3 separate regions of the Mus musculus genome follow, and regions 1 and 3 are each linked to region 2. Evidence: chromatin contacts called from public Hi-C and promoter capture Hi-C data. All regions are on one chromosome and are shown on one strand. Each heading gives the region's core, a stretch centred on a gene start, on an enhancer-like site or on the middle of the called end of the contact. The rest is flanking DNA. Distances are from core to core; before and after follow the strand shown.

What was found. Promoter capture Hi-C pulls out the DNA fragments that hold promoters and counts their contacts. Hi-C and Micro-C count contacts between places; a contact is called where the count stands out from the background.
Region 1: a promoter capture Hi-C map of the HPC-7 cell line shows a contact between it and region 2. The contact joins the promoter of A930019D19Rik here to the enhancer-like site in region 2. A contact is called at or near these places in 22 of 39 promoter capture datasets (the 3T3-L1 cell line, 3T3-L1-derived adipocytes, the C10 cell line and 14 more), 3 of 15 datasets of contacts at CTCF or cohesin (large pre-B cells, pro-B cells and stem cell-derived epiblast-like cells), 63 of 484 Hi-C or Micro-C datasets (the AML12 cell line, the AtT-20 cell line, B cells and 39 more), 7 of 115 datasets of contacts at active chromatin or transcription factors (astrocytes, differentiating embryonic stem cells, embryonic basal ganglia and 3 more) and 4 of 9 other capture datasets (adipose tissue, embryonic stem cells, liver and 1 more).
Region 3: a contact with region 2 is called in a Hi-C map of rod photoreceptor, with 2.1 times the contacts expected there. The contact joins two enhancer-like sites. A contact is called at or near these places in 7 of 484 Hi-C or Micro-C datasets (the HPC-7 cell line, the N1E-115 cell line, bone marrow-derived macrophages and 4 more), 4 of 115 datasets of contacts at active chromatin or transcription factors (astrocytes, differentiating embryonic stem cells, embryonic basal ganglia and 1 more) and 3 of 9 other capture datasets (embryonic stem cells, embryonic tail and embryonic trunk).

Annotation. Positions count from the first base shown.
Region 1 is chr2:146,256,149-146,260,755 of GRCm38.p6, reverse strand. It overlaps A930019D19Rik (RIKEN cDNA A930019D19 gene), which reads right to left and starts at 1,470. Exons shown (of 4, transcript NR_040619.1): 1 at 1,363-1,470. Ralgapa2 (Ral GTPase activating protein, alpha subunit 2 (catalytic)) reads left to right here. Exons shown (of 41, transcript NM_001033348.3): 39 at 269-390.
Region 2 is chr2:145,952,994-145,957,854 of GRCm38.p6, reverse strand. The region is part of intron 6 of Cfap61 (cilia and flagella associated protein 61); the gene reads right to left. Among named protein-coding and RNA genes, the nearest start is that of Cfap61, 21 kb to the right of the region's middle. Within about 2 kb of position 1,629, at least 10 of the 459 cell types and tissues checked have an H3K27ac peak or open chromatin away from gene starts, as enhancers often do. A contact at or near this core is called in the HPC-7 cell line, the N1E-115 cell line, bone marrow-derived macrophages and 2 more, where this site is marked.
Region 3 is chr2:146,329,039-146,333,349 of GRCm38.p6, reverse strand. All of the region lies in intron 36 of Ralgapa2 (Ral GTPase activating protein, alpha subunit 2 (catalytic)), which reads left to right. Among named protein-coding and RNA genes, the nearest start is that of A930019D19Rik, 72 kb to the right of the region's middle. Within about 2 kb of position 2,464, at least 51 of the 459 cell types and tissues checked have an H3K27ac peak or open chromatin away from gene starts, as enhancers often do. A contact at or near this core is called in the N1E-115 cell line and rod photoreceptor, where this site is marked.

The sequences.
Region 1 (4,607 bases), core at 221-2,720, 300 kb before region 2:
TAATTTTGTAACATTTTATATTTATATATGTGTGTGTGTGTGTAATATTATATATGATGTTACCTGAAAGAAACCTAGGTTTTAAGAACTAGCATCTCACTATTATATGTGACAAATATTTAATTTTCTGGCAAAATGCTGAAGAGTTTCCAAGGGTAAGTGATGAGCATTAGAACGGGAAAGCTGAGTAACTGCATTTAAAACAAATCACCCACTGCTCTGCATGCAAAATTGCACGTGTGTTTGTCTCCTTAACTAATTACCGAAGCTACGAAGAGCGAGCTCTGTATCTGGAAGCAATAATTCAAAACCACCGGGAAGTCATGACATTTGAGGATTTCGCTGCTCAAGTCTTTTCTCCCTCTCCCAGCTACTCTGTCAGTGGAACGGGTGAGTGTCTACATGATTCTCCTCCCTCCCGCTTAAGACGTATTGAGTAGCAGATGTACACCTGTTTTTCACAGATAAATGCTTGCAAATTTAAGAAGAACGTTCCCCCTCTGAATCAACTAATGAATTTCAAAAGGAATGATGACATTCATTTTAATTTGTTTTGTATCCGAGCTGTTCGCTGTGTTCCTTTCTTCTGCTATCCTGTTAACCCTCGAATCTAGCAAGGTTAATGAACTTTTTCTCAATAATGTGCTCCGGTTCATTCAGGAGTGTGAGTTTCTTGCTGAGCTGGGAATATGGTGTTTAAAAGCGATGCCCAAATCACTGCATACTTATCAGAAAAGAGTTCCTCACAGTTGAAGCCGTCGCTCTAATGCTAAATGGGGATTATGCTGCTGAGATACCAGGGTCAGGGATTACTGCCAGAGACAGGGAAGGACAGTGTCCCCAGGCCTGTCATTACAGAGGGCCTCGTACACCAGTGTCATGTGGACAAGCCACTGACCACAGCAGCACCTGGTGTGGAGCCTTTAGAAAGTAAATTATAATGGCTTTCATTTAGTAGGTCAGTGGAATTTTCCATGGATTCCCTTATTTTTAGATACATACTATTTCTATATAATACTATCAATTTGAAAAAAGTATGTCCTGCCACTTAAATTGTTGGTATGATTATTACAGGTTTTTTTAAAGAATAAAATTATTACTGGTAAATTATTTTCATGTGCTGTTACAGATTAATTGCCTGTCAGACAGTAAGTGGAATATTTAGTGTACAGCATGTTGAAAATCTCAATGAGGGGCTTCCCTCACCTTCCCTGGTTTCAGCATAGCTATAAGGATGCTTAATAGATTTCTAGCCTGTGTTAATTGCTTCTGAACCAGGCTTGCTTCTCCTGTGCTGACTTGTTAACAAATATCTTACACACAAAGTGAAAAAAATTAAATTCAGTGAAATAAATCACTTACAAATAAAATCAGCCATGCGTCATTGTTTAACATCGCTGGCTTCAGGCCGTGCCTCTTGGAGCTTTGTTGGGAGATAAGAGAGAGAGGCAGGCACTTGCTTGGGAAGCCAGGAGCAGCAGGCAGAAGGCTTGGGAGATAAGCAAGCTGGCAGAGGTGCAGAGCTCCATTTACATAATCACGCCTCTGCTTCCTGGTGAGGCGAGAGAAACACAGGGATGGCCTCTATTGATCTTTGTTGAACTGGGATACTGAGCAACATGAGAAAAGCTTATAACTTAAAGCTTTGATTAATGTTTCTTACATTAAAAAAAGTAGAACAGCTGTGAATTGAATTCTTTTATACGCTCTGCCAGCATTCTATCTAAGACAAGAAAAAAATCTGTTTCAAGGGAAATGAAGATTTCATACCCAGTCTGGCTAGCGGTTTAAAATTGTGTCTAATTTTTCAGTGAAAGAACAGGAGGAATCCACAGCAAGCTAATGCTTTCCAGCTCCATTCAGTCTCTTCCCATCCTTTGGAGACGCTGGGACTCGGCGTTTCTCAGCAGAGGCTTTGGTTTTGGGTTTGTTTCTTGGTTTTTTTTTTTTTTGTTTTTTTTTGTTTTTGGTTTTGTTTTTGTTGTTTTTTTTTTTTTTTAACTTCTAAGAAAACATTTCATTTCTTAAAAATAAAAGAAAAAAATGAAATGATAAATGTTTATATTTCCTAACTTTTTATTTTTAAAGTTGATGATGATCAATGTTATTGAAATAATGATGGCTGTTATTTTCTATGTATATTTTAGCCTCTGTATAAATAAAGTTCAACCAATTCAGTTCTTAGGACTGTAGGAGCATTTTGATTTGTGTGACCACTTTGGAGAAGGGTAGATTTTGTTTTTTTGTTTTTTGTTTTGTTTTGTTTTAGAGAATGTCCTGTTTTTTTTTTCTTTAATTATTTAGTAAAAATTCCAACAGCTTGTCAGGACAGACATTAGAACTTTTATATATGGGGCAAGAAACCAAATATAGAACACCAAAGCAAATGGATTTTATCCTTCAGATCAACATCAGCACCGCATCCCGTCATGTTCACAACTTCTGCTTGCCCTTCACAGTGATAAGGAAAGAGATAGAAATGCAATCTATTTGAACTGCAGTGTGAGGGCAGTGCAGTGAGAATGGGGTTCACAGCCTCATCTGTGCAGGGGCACCTCTCAGAGCTGTATTCTTCCTGGTGTATGTGCAGCTTCACCCCTATTTTCACAGAGGAAAAGACTTTTCACTTATTCATAGTGGTTTTTTTATTTTCTTAGGACAAACACAGTCAAAACCAGATGAGCCCAGCCCAGCCAACTTACACTCAGAGACTGAGGTGAAGTCTGTTCTTCCAGACCACCTGGAAAAATGGACCCTGAACTTCTTACACACAGGGTCCAGTCAAACTGTCTGTGGCCATTTACATCATCAAAGCAGGGACGTGGGCGCCCAAGCGCTTTACATACATATGACAGGCTTCCCTAGGATACAGTCTTTAAGGAAGGTACTGCACTGTATAATACAGCACAGCCAGAGAGCAGCACAGCCCCACTGTAGAGAGATGTGCAGCTGAGCTTGACCATAGACTCTGTTGATGGGAAAAGCCTGTGCCTGCCACACTCCCTGACCACAGAGGCCTAGGAGCCAGAGCACCCAAATGAGTGAGTGTACTTCTATCCAAGGTACACCATGAGCTCTGAATAGGGACATGGGACTCAAATATAAGAGTTCATCTTCTGTCAACTCCTTTAAAAGGAGAATTCATCTCCCAACCAGAAATGCTATTTTAAAGCAGCCCTTGGTATCTGTTGCATCTATTGTTAGAATTAATAATACTCTGTATGAAAGGTATTTGGATAGCTTTTTTACCTAGCCCTGCCTGCAGTTTGCAATTTGATCCCTTCCCATATTGGCAAGTAATAAATAATCGAAAAGGAAGCTGATATTAACATTTATATGTTTTATGCATGCATATTTGTATATTCTTAACCCACAGAGCTATGGGAGTAGAGTGCTAAGTTTGTGTTTTCATGTTATCACGGAAGGGGAGCAGCAGAGAGGACTATAAAGGGTTAACTGGAATGGGCACCCTCGAGTGCTGGGGAGGGACTGATGTAATCACTGCAGCTCACAGCCAAGTGCATCTGTTCACCATGAGGTCATTCTTCTGCATGCTAATGACCTGGAGAATCCAGTCTGGTGTTTGACATTATCCAAAGGGATATAGTGTAAATCTTTACCTTTGGGAGCGGCTCTTACTGAACAAAAAGAGGGAAAGAAACTTGTTTGGACTTGCATGGGGGTTTCCTTATTGCTGGGGTTTTTGGGTGGTTTTGGTTTGGTTTTTTTTTTTTTTCACCCCCTGAAGCTGCTCTAAAGATTGTGTCTGGACCTTACTTGGAGTAGTCCATTTGTGTCTGTTGATAAGTGAATCCCAAAATTTCTGTTATGGTCACAGCTGTCAATTTGGCAATTGAGAACAGTAGGTTTGTCTCATGTAAAATCTAACTTTCAGCATTTAAAATTATCATGGTCAGAAGTTGGTGAGAATGTTTTTATCCCAAGGAATGTATAAAACCAAGTTCAAGGAGATTTGTTCTCAGTGTCCCTGGATTGGCTGGTGTTTGTTTGAGATGCCAACACTGGTTATGGCTACTGCCCACTTCAATACTGCTGAGGAGGGCCAGCAGAGGGAGCACAGGTCTTTGTTTATTTGTTAGTCTCAAAAACACAGCCCTTGATTTCTCCAATACAGAGTCAGCAGTACTTTCTCCTTCCTTTGTGACAGGCGAGGTGGAAAGGCTCCAGGATAACAGAGCAAGTGGGAGAAAATGTGTCACCCCGACTTTGATCCCCTATCTGCTGCTTGAATATAGGTCATATTTGAGGCTTAAACCAGATTAGTCTGGGTCAGTCTTAAGATGCTGCCACTGCCCAAAGCTGCACACTTTCCTCTTTCTCAGATGTGTGCCTGGATGGTGTCTTGGAAAGGAGGATTGTGGTCATCTGTCTCGTAGAATAGACTTGTCATTCTTTCCTGCTTTTCACTACAATAGCTTTTGACACTGTACCAGAAATCCTAACCTTGTCCAATGAATGAATTCACAAAGCCACAGACATCCTGCTATACCTTGGACATCCCAAAGGGAATCTAGGTTATAGATGCTGCACTAGTTCTGTAGTTCACTGGCCTTTTCCCCAAGGGATGAAGAAGTTCCACCAGCTTC
Region 2 (4,861 bases), core at 380-2,879:
CAAATACATTTTACTGTAGTGTATTTGAAAAAAAAAAGGAAGAATCCAATTTAGTTCTAAAGAATACAGCTTGCTTTGTCACATCATGCTTTCATCAAGAACAGTGTCTCAACATAGGACAGGGCAACATAAAAGTTGTTGCCAACTATATGTTTCTTTTTCATCCTCTTGCAGCGGAGGCGGGAGAAGTACCCTTTCCTTTCCAAGATCTCTTGTGCCCTCTAGTGGTCTTCTTATGGAAATTAACTTCCATCCTTTACATGGTCCTTTCTAGAACTTTAAAACTGGTGTTTAGAGTCAGTTAACTTCGGATCATTGGAAAATGTGATCTTTTTAAGTGAGGTGGATTTTAAAATTCCAGACGTTCTGAGTGATTAGAAGGGCTTCAAAGCATGCAGCAGGCCATGTAAGTTCCCATCATCCAGACCGCTGGGGTCCATGTGCCAATCTTGACAAAGGCAATCTACAGCTCCTGGAGGACTGTCCACCAAACCATGTCTGGCAGGGGGACTGGTGACAAATTTCCCGGGGCACAAGAAAAGCCCCGGCTAAATGCTGTAATTGTTCTACATTTCCTTTTAAAATGGGCCTGGATCCTCTTAACTTAGAGGTCAAAACATCAAATCCCCAGGAGCTGCTTAGAAGTCAAACTGGAAAAAAGCGTGAGACCATCAAATGTCTCGTAAAACTAACTTCTGGGGCTGGAGGGGTGGCTCAGTGGTTAGGAGTGCTGGCTGCTCTCCCAGAGGACCCGGGTTCAATTCCCAGCAACTACACCATTGCTCACCACCATCTGGAACTCCAGCTCCAGTGGACCCAATGCCTTCTTCTGGTACCAGGTATGCACATGGTGCAGGGACATACATTCAGAACTTTGTCTATTAAAAAGTAACTGCCTCAGGAAATGAAAGGTAGGTCTTTGTTGTTGTTTGGGTTTTTTGGTTTGGTTTCGTTTGGTTGGGTTTGTGTAACAACCCTGGCTTTCATGGAACTTAATTTGTGGGCCAAGCTGGCCTTGAGAAAGGTCGTTTTTAAAAACAAAACAAAACAAAAAAGCTTGTTTTAAATGTTTTCTTTTTGCCTTTTAAAGGTTAAAGTCTTAAATTTGTATTAATACAAATGATACACACTTGTGAGATGTGTGTGATGATTTTGGTACAAGTGTGCAACTGTAACAATCAAATCTGAACACATCTTTATCTCCTAAAACATTTACAGAGCTCCTGATTTCCTCTCTCCTGATAAAGAAAATTTTCATCTATTTGAGTCCACATGATTAACTGTAGTCATCTTTAAATAGGCAGGATGCCAGGCAGGAAACCTCAAGCTACTTCACAACACTACCAGACAGCATATAACCCTTCTCTTGACTTAGTCTTCCTTAAACCCACAAGGACCCGGAAAAGAAACCCCTCTACCACCACCGCTCCAAGGCCAAGCCAGTCTTTCTAAGCCGGGAACATCTCACGTCCACCACCGAAGATTAATTGAGCACACTGTAGTTTTTAAAGGTGTGTCCAGTAGCAGCTTTGCTTTGTTTCCAACATAATGAAAGACAGGGAAGAGTAACTTCCTTAATTAGTGTCTGAGTAGAAGGGCAGATTACAGCATCGTTTTCCACGCGGCTAAATCAAAGAGACAGGAGAAGGGATTACGGTGTTCATTCATTTGGTTCTGAATATGTTGCTAGTTAAATAGCGGAGGGCTAATTACATCCCCAAACCCTTCCCTGGTTTACTGTCTTAAGAACTGTGTTCATCACCATTAATTATCAGTGCAAGTGGCTACTGATGAAACAGATGTCAAATGTGGAGAAAATAAGAGTAATGTGGTGGCTTAAGAGGCGTGCGGCCACGCCTACTCCACCACGCTGTGCAATAATGCCTTTGTGTTTCTAGTGCTCTTAAGGGGGTAGGGTCCACACAAAGTTTCAAGATTTTAGACCCACAAGTTCTAAAACTCCAATCTGTTCATTTTGGATAGGGGGTTTTAAAAACGTTACATTTCTTTTTTTTTTTCTTTAATTTATTTATTTAATACATGTGAGTACACTGTAGCTGTCTTCAGACACTCCAGAAGAGGGAGTCAGATCTCATTACAGATGGTTGTGAGCCACCATGTGGCTGCTGGGATTTGAACTCAGGACCTTTGGAAGAGCAGTCAGTGCTCTTAACCGCCGAGCCATCTCTCCAGCCCTACATTTCTATACCTTCTTCAGGCAAAAGCATTGTCTGTGTCACTGTCTCCACCTGAACTCACTACTGTGCCCTCCTCTTATTGCATATGCCCCCTCCTCGTCTCTTTACACTGGGACAACATCCCCCTTGGGATTTGGTCCTTCGGATTTTCTGTGGTGTGAGCAAACAGAACAGTTAAGCCATCAAAGGCTGATGATCACGACAAGTTATCTAAAGGTTTATTTCTAGCTTTGTGGGCCCCCACTGGAAGGCCATAGCCCATGCTACAAAGTCTTAAGAGAGGAAAATGGGAAAAAAGAAAGAAAGAAAAGGAGAGGATGAGAAGCCAAGGGAGAAATTGAGATGGGATAGGAACTATCGATTGCTGTAATTGAGGGTTAGTACTATCAACTTGACAATATCTCTAGCATCATTGAAAGGTAACTCTCTGGTCACAGCTGTGAGAGACTATCCAGGTTAGGTTAGTCTCTGGACACAGCTGGAGAAGGTTATCTTGATTATATTTATGGAGGTAGGAAGCCCTGCCCACAGTGGGTGGCACCATTCCCTAACTGGGATCCTGGATTGTATAAACCTAGAAAGAGAGCCAGGCAGTAACAGGAGTTCCTGCTGTCTTCTGTTACAGTGTAACCACTGCTTCAAGCCCCTGCTGCCTTACTTTGCCACGCCTGGCTGTAGTCTTCAACTGTGAACTAGAAGGATCTTTTCCCCTTAATTTGCTTTGTCAGGGTATTTTATCACAGCTGCCTAGGAGCCAGGTGCTAGACTGAGGACAGCTTTTGTCTTTTCTCCTGTTTACCTATATCCTCAACAGGAGGGAGGGTACCAGGGAGTATGTCCACAAAGAAATTACCTTACTAAAAGGAATAAAAAATGGATCATTTTGATAGGCTGCTCGTGTGCATGGCACTTTGAGCACTGTATTTATAAACAACTTTTCTAATGGAAAAAAAAATGTCTTGGAGAACATGAGTAAGTCTTACTATTCCTCTGGAAAATGATAATTCATAATATCCAAATGAGTATACTAACTATATGTAAAAAACAAAACAAACAAACAAACAAAAACAAAAACCAAACAACAAGAACTTTGGAGGGCCAGTAAGAAGGCACAGCGAGCAACGATGCTTGCTGACAACCCAGAGTTCAATCCCTGGCAAGATCAAGACTCTGATCTTGGTTCGGATTTTTATCTGAGTTTCACAGTTCTTTGCAAAACTCGAGCCTGAATTCAGGACCTTGCACACAGCAAGCAGGCAGTCTGCCTGCCGGTGCATTTTGCTGTTGTTTGTGCAGGAAGTATTTTGATTGAATCCTTGGATGCTGAACAGATATGGGGTGGGGGTGGGGCGTGAGGGAGGTCAACAGCACTTGCATGTGTACCGAGCTATAAATAATTCTAATCCCTAAATCTGAGAATAATATTAACTAAGAGAAACCACCCTTCAAATAGATAGTAAAAATGGCAGGGAAAAACTGAGAGCTTTAAAAATAAAATTAAGATAAAGTTATAATAACTATTATATTTCCTAAAATATCCTAAAATTTTCATTTATGGGAATTTCTCATTTTAAGAAATAACCAAAACCGCCAATTTGTGAATATGTTATCAATAAAATGTCCTTAAAGAAGGTGACTTCCTGAACAGCTAAGGGTGTCCCTGCCCAGGGGCCTGCCCTTCCTGCCACACATGAAAAAGCAAGCAGCCATACCCTCCTATCTATCGGCCTGGTGACAGCCATTCCAGGGACTTCCTGCCTCCGCACCTTTGCCCACTCTCTCCTTTGGTTGAATTGTGATTCATCCCCCTCCCCGCTCCCCAGACAAATTCAAGGGGTCACCTTGTTTGTGAAGTCTTTTATTTCTTTTAAGTTATTTATTTTTTCAGGGAGGCATGGTAAGATATCAGAAGGTGCATGATCTTCAGAATATAGTTTGATGAGCTTGGACAACTGCACATGTCCCCCACCAATGCACTCTCACGGCCAACTGCCCCCTGCACGATTCCTGCTTGCCCCCTCACAGTCTCACATTCGGTTGGATCATAGGTACCACTAACCTGATTTCTACAGACTAGCTTTATGGGTTGTATACATCGTAAGACTGAGGTAATCAGCACATATATTTTTTTCCCTCTATCTCCCTTCCTTTATTCAGCACAAATCTTTTTACATTTATTCATGCTGTCACTACAGGGGCTGCTCGCTCATGTTGTTGAATGGGGTAGCATCCATTGCAAGGATTTACCACAGCCACAGTGCATACCAGTAAACACTCAAAGGGGGATTCTTAAGTGGGGAGGGCATATGAGGCTGTGTTTATTGCTCTGTGTCCTTCCCTCTTATAAACTAAATATCTTTATAGCTCATTGCAGAGCAGCCCCTCTTTCACTTAACTCTCAGCCCCTTTGTGATATATGTGGTGCTGGCGTTAACCCCAGGGAACTGCACAGGGGAGGCAAGCCTCCGGTGCCTGCAATAAATAACACTCAGTGCTTCTTGGGTTGTTACATGTAATCAGAGGTACACTAAGTGCAAGACCTACGGTAAGTCACAGACCTTCGCAACAGTTCTGTACCGTGTACATAGGACACTGCTAACAGAGAGACACGTGGTGCCCACAGCATCAATTCTTTTTTGTAAACTAGCTTACTGACAAGTGGT
Region 3 (4,311 bases), core at 1,215-3,714, 370 kb before region 2:
ATGGTGACCAAGCCCTGAAGCTGCTTTCCCAGGGTTCCAAGTCAGTGCCCTCTTCCTCTGGCTACAGTTGTAGTGAATCTAAACCACTAACTTAGCACAACTTTAAGGCCTAAGGTTAAAGACTAGGAAGAAAATGGGTCTTTAGCATGGATACTTTTGGATCTTCTTTCATGTTAATTACATGAGAGACAATAATTTTACCTCATGTTTGGCAAAGGCCATAACACATAATAGCCATTTTTGACCAAAAAAAAAAAAAAAAAAGAAAGAAAATAAAAAGTGCTGATAAGGCTCTAGAAAAGCATTCCCACACACACACACACACACACACACACACACACGTACACACACCACCCCCAAGGTTGCTAGGATGAACTGCCAGTGTTTGTCACAGTGACCCTACCTGCAGATACGTTGTTGCCCAAATGTCCCACCTCAAATGCTATCCCTTTGCTCTCCCTGATGCTCCCAAAGGAACTCCACCAAAGAAGCAGGGCCTTGAACTCCACAGCCTATAGAATGTTTACTTGAAAAAATCCTTGTTTTGGATGAGGAACACATTAATGGGAGAAAAATGTAGTATAGTAAGAAAACCACTCCTGTAAGTTTCTAGATGAACAGAGCATCCTAAAGCAACTGTGCTTTCCCTGTTGGCTAATGGGGGACAGCCTACATTCCAATTTGACACTCAGTCTCCTCTAACAGCACAGATGTAAGGAACTGAGGGCAGTATCTCAAGTATGAAGACTGTACATTGGGAGTGTGGTGGCATGGTTAGAGAGCTAGGGCCAGTCAAGGCTCAAGTGTATGTCTTAATTGTTTTACCAGCTTATACCTCTGGTTTTCCTGTATTAAATAAGATTGAAAATGGAGCCCATAGCACAGTACTGTTGAGTCGAGTAAGTAAGACAATGCCAGAAAAATTGCTTAGCCCAATACCTGGTAGGAACTCTCTGGCCATCAGCCCTCGTCATTGTCCACTGATGTGATTGATTCTTTTTCCCTTGCCCCATTAGCCAGATGATTGATCTTAGCTCATGGGCCCTACTGTATCTGCTTCATTTCTTTTGTCTCCCGTTTTGCCTTTTCACTACTGTAGCCACAGATGTCTGGACTGCATACATGATGAACAACAGTGCATGTGAGACATCATCAGAACTCGGGTCACAGACAATTTCCATAGTGATCAAGTGTCTCAGATGCATAAAGCACAATTTGCATTCAGAAATTCAGCAGCCTTTCACCAGCATAGCCCTGCATACTGCCTTGGCCTCCCTGGGCTGGGAACCTCACAGCTAGTGGGAGTGCTAGCCATGTGCTGGTTCCCACAGGTGTGAAGGAGCCGCCTGCCTGCCAGCTTGGGTTCTGATGGCTGCAGTGCTTATAGAAAGGAGGTTTCTGCTATGTGGTAGCTCACTGGTATTCTAGAATCTGGAGTTGCTTTACCAAGACCCCAGGCTGTATTCACATGTTTTATAAACATGGGGTACCTTGTAAATGTCTTCATGTTTCTCTGCATATTATTCCTATATTCTATAATTTTTCATGATTAACAATTACGTGTTAAAGACAGATTTACATATAAACTGTTTTGAAGGATTACTTAAGTAGAAAGGCTTTTTATTTTGTTTTTATACTATTTTCTTGACATAATGCTGCTATAAATAATGTCCCAAGGCTTGGTCTGTATGGGAGATTTCCCACTGTAATATTCAAAAAGCAGCTGAAACCTTTTGCAGCTCTAAGATTTAGCATCATTAACGATAAACCCTCTTTACCAGGATGTCTCACAGTCAGGCAAAAAAATCAGTCACGTAACAGCAGCCCCCGGTTCCTTGACTTACTCCAGCTAAATTGTCCCTAACAGCTTAAAAATGAGCTGCAGAATTCTAAAGTGATTCATGCTCTGTTCTGCCCCTGTCATGGGGGGACTTTTTCAATCCAGCAATGCGGTTGCAACCCCATACTGAACTCTTGATCCTTCACTGCAGAAATTTGTTAGCTCTAGCTAGATTAGATTTTTCACAGCTAATCTAACTGCTGTAGGGGTTTGCAGAGTGGGGACAGAGCTGTGCTATTGGATTTGTCCAATTCATTTGACTCCAGGACTATAATTGCACTTATGTCTTACAAGGCTTTTATAGCCTCAGGCTGGCCAGCCACATGAAAAACAAATTGGCAGTGATACAGTAGAGTGAAAGGGGATGAAAGGCCCACATTATCAGTCTCTAAGCAGCTCTGTTCTGGCAGGAAGTTTCTTGGTTAATTTACAAATAAAACTTAGATTTTAGGATGGGCACACTGTCAGCTGAACAATGGGGATGTCAGGCCTGACTGTTACTTAGTAAAAGTAGCAGCCGGGCCCGCTGAGGAGCCCAGATTCTTCAATCAAACAGACGACTCCTTCTGGAGCCAGCTGGCGATGTAATGCAATTAGTCGGGAAAGGAGGTCAGCCTATTAGGTGTGGACCATGACCAGTGTCACCAGTGGCGTGCAGGCGTGCAGCCTGGCAGCAGCAGGCAGCACAGCTCAGGCAGAAGGGCTTTATAACTCTGTCTGTCAGGACGGGGGATAGCAGGACATAGGATTGATTTCTTGAGGCTCAAGAGCCTGTTTGTTCTAAGCAGGGTAAGCCTTGAGGCCTTCTGGACCCTACTGCATAGTGGAAGTAGGAGCTAATGTGAATGCAGCTCCCTTCTAGGGAGGCATCATCTCCTCCTGAAGTCACATACCTCCAGTCAAGTTGGCTTGTCCCTGAGCAAACCTGTGGGTGGGCTTTTAACTTACAGGCCTATAATCAAAGTTCTGTAAAACTCACAAAGTGACATCTCTTTATTGAAATCCCCTTTGAATTGAGTACCATTTTAGGTTTCCAGAATATCCTCTTGTACTCTGATTTGGGTAACTATGCTATGTTCTGTTGTGGGTAGTTTGTCCACATCAGTTTCATTTGTTTGATGTCCTTGGGTTCATATCATAGGTACAAGAGGGTGTAAGTTTTGTACTTTTCCAGCTGTATCAGCCAATGGTTCCCGTGGCCTTTGCTCTTGGTTTTGTGGTTTAGTTAATTAAACTGTAACATGTCCAAAAATCTAAGGTGCATGACACTGAAAGCAGCTCTGAATGAATATTACAAAAATAGTTCTTCCATAATTGCAGAATTGCCACAGAGGGAGAAAGGGTCAATTAGTGTGGATTGCTCTCCTAATGCTGGAGTTTTCTTAGAATGCTGATGCAAATAAAATTAGGAGAGGTTTACTTGGGTTATGTAATTGAATAACACAATTTAGAAAGGGACAGAGCAACTGCAAAATTTCAGCAATCAGTGTATCATCTCAGAATAAGTGCTGTACTCTGCCCTTGTGGTTGAAAAGGAGAGACTGTTGGTATTAGGTGTGGCATTGTGTGGTAGCTGCAAGGTCGAACAGTGTCTGGTAAGTGGATTGTCTCCATTATGTTGCTTCTGCCAACAGCATAACAAGAAGAGTATAGGGTCAACTCTCTTTGGAGGATGAAGACTGTAAGCTGAACTTGAGGGTAGCCCTACTTCTTACAGTTAGCTCCTATTGCTGTAATCCCAAAGTTTCAATTAGCTCTAATCCCCATTTACCATAGAAACCCATCCATCTTGACTCATTGCTGTCACTGCAGAAGGACTAAGTAGCAAAACACTGCTCCAAGGTCTTTGGCCGTTGAGTTAGAAATGAGAAAGGCAGGCAGGCAGGAGTCAGTAGTGTCTCAGAGAATAGGGCTAGGCTGTAGCTCAGAGTAGCAGTGTAGAGCACTGTGCGTGCATAAGACTCTAGGTCCTATGTCAGTACTGCTGAAAGAACAAAGGAGAGAAAAGTGGGACTTGAGGGCCCCCTCAGCTCTGAGAGCTTGGCACCTTCGAAAGAAAGCAAAACCTTTGTGTTAGAGCTAAGTTGACTGTATTTCGTTTTTCTTTTTTGCCAGCTATCTTTTGAACCTTTAATACTTGTGTTGGGGTATAACAAGTGAGGAGGAAAAGAAAGATGCACTGGGTAATGTTTGCATTTACGAAAGTTGTTGACTCCATTGTGGCTTGTGTTGGGCTCCCACGGCTGCATCTTTCTGGAGCCCCTCTTCAGACCAGTTAACTCCTGTTCCTTACTCCATATAAGCACAAAAGTACAGGTGCAGGTCTCTGTACATAATTGATGTGTTCAGTCACTTCTAGAAGTCTAGAGAGTGTAAAATAAGCAAGCACTGCAACAAACAGCTGCCTTTGAAACTTGATGACTAGAAAAGAGGCCATGTTGGGTTCATCTTGGGTAGTCTCTGTGATCAAA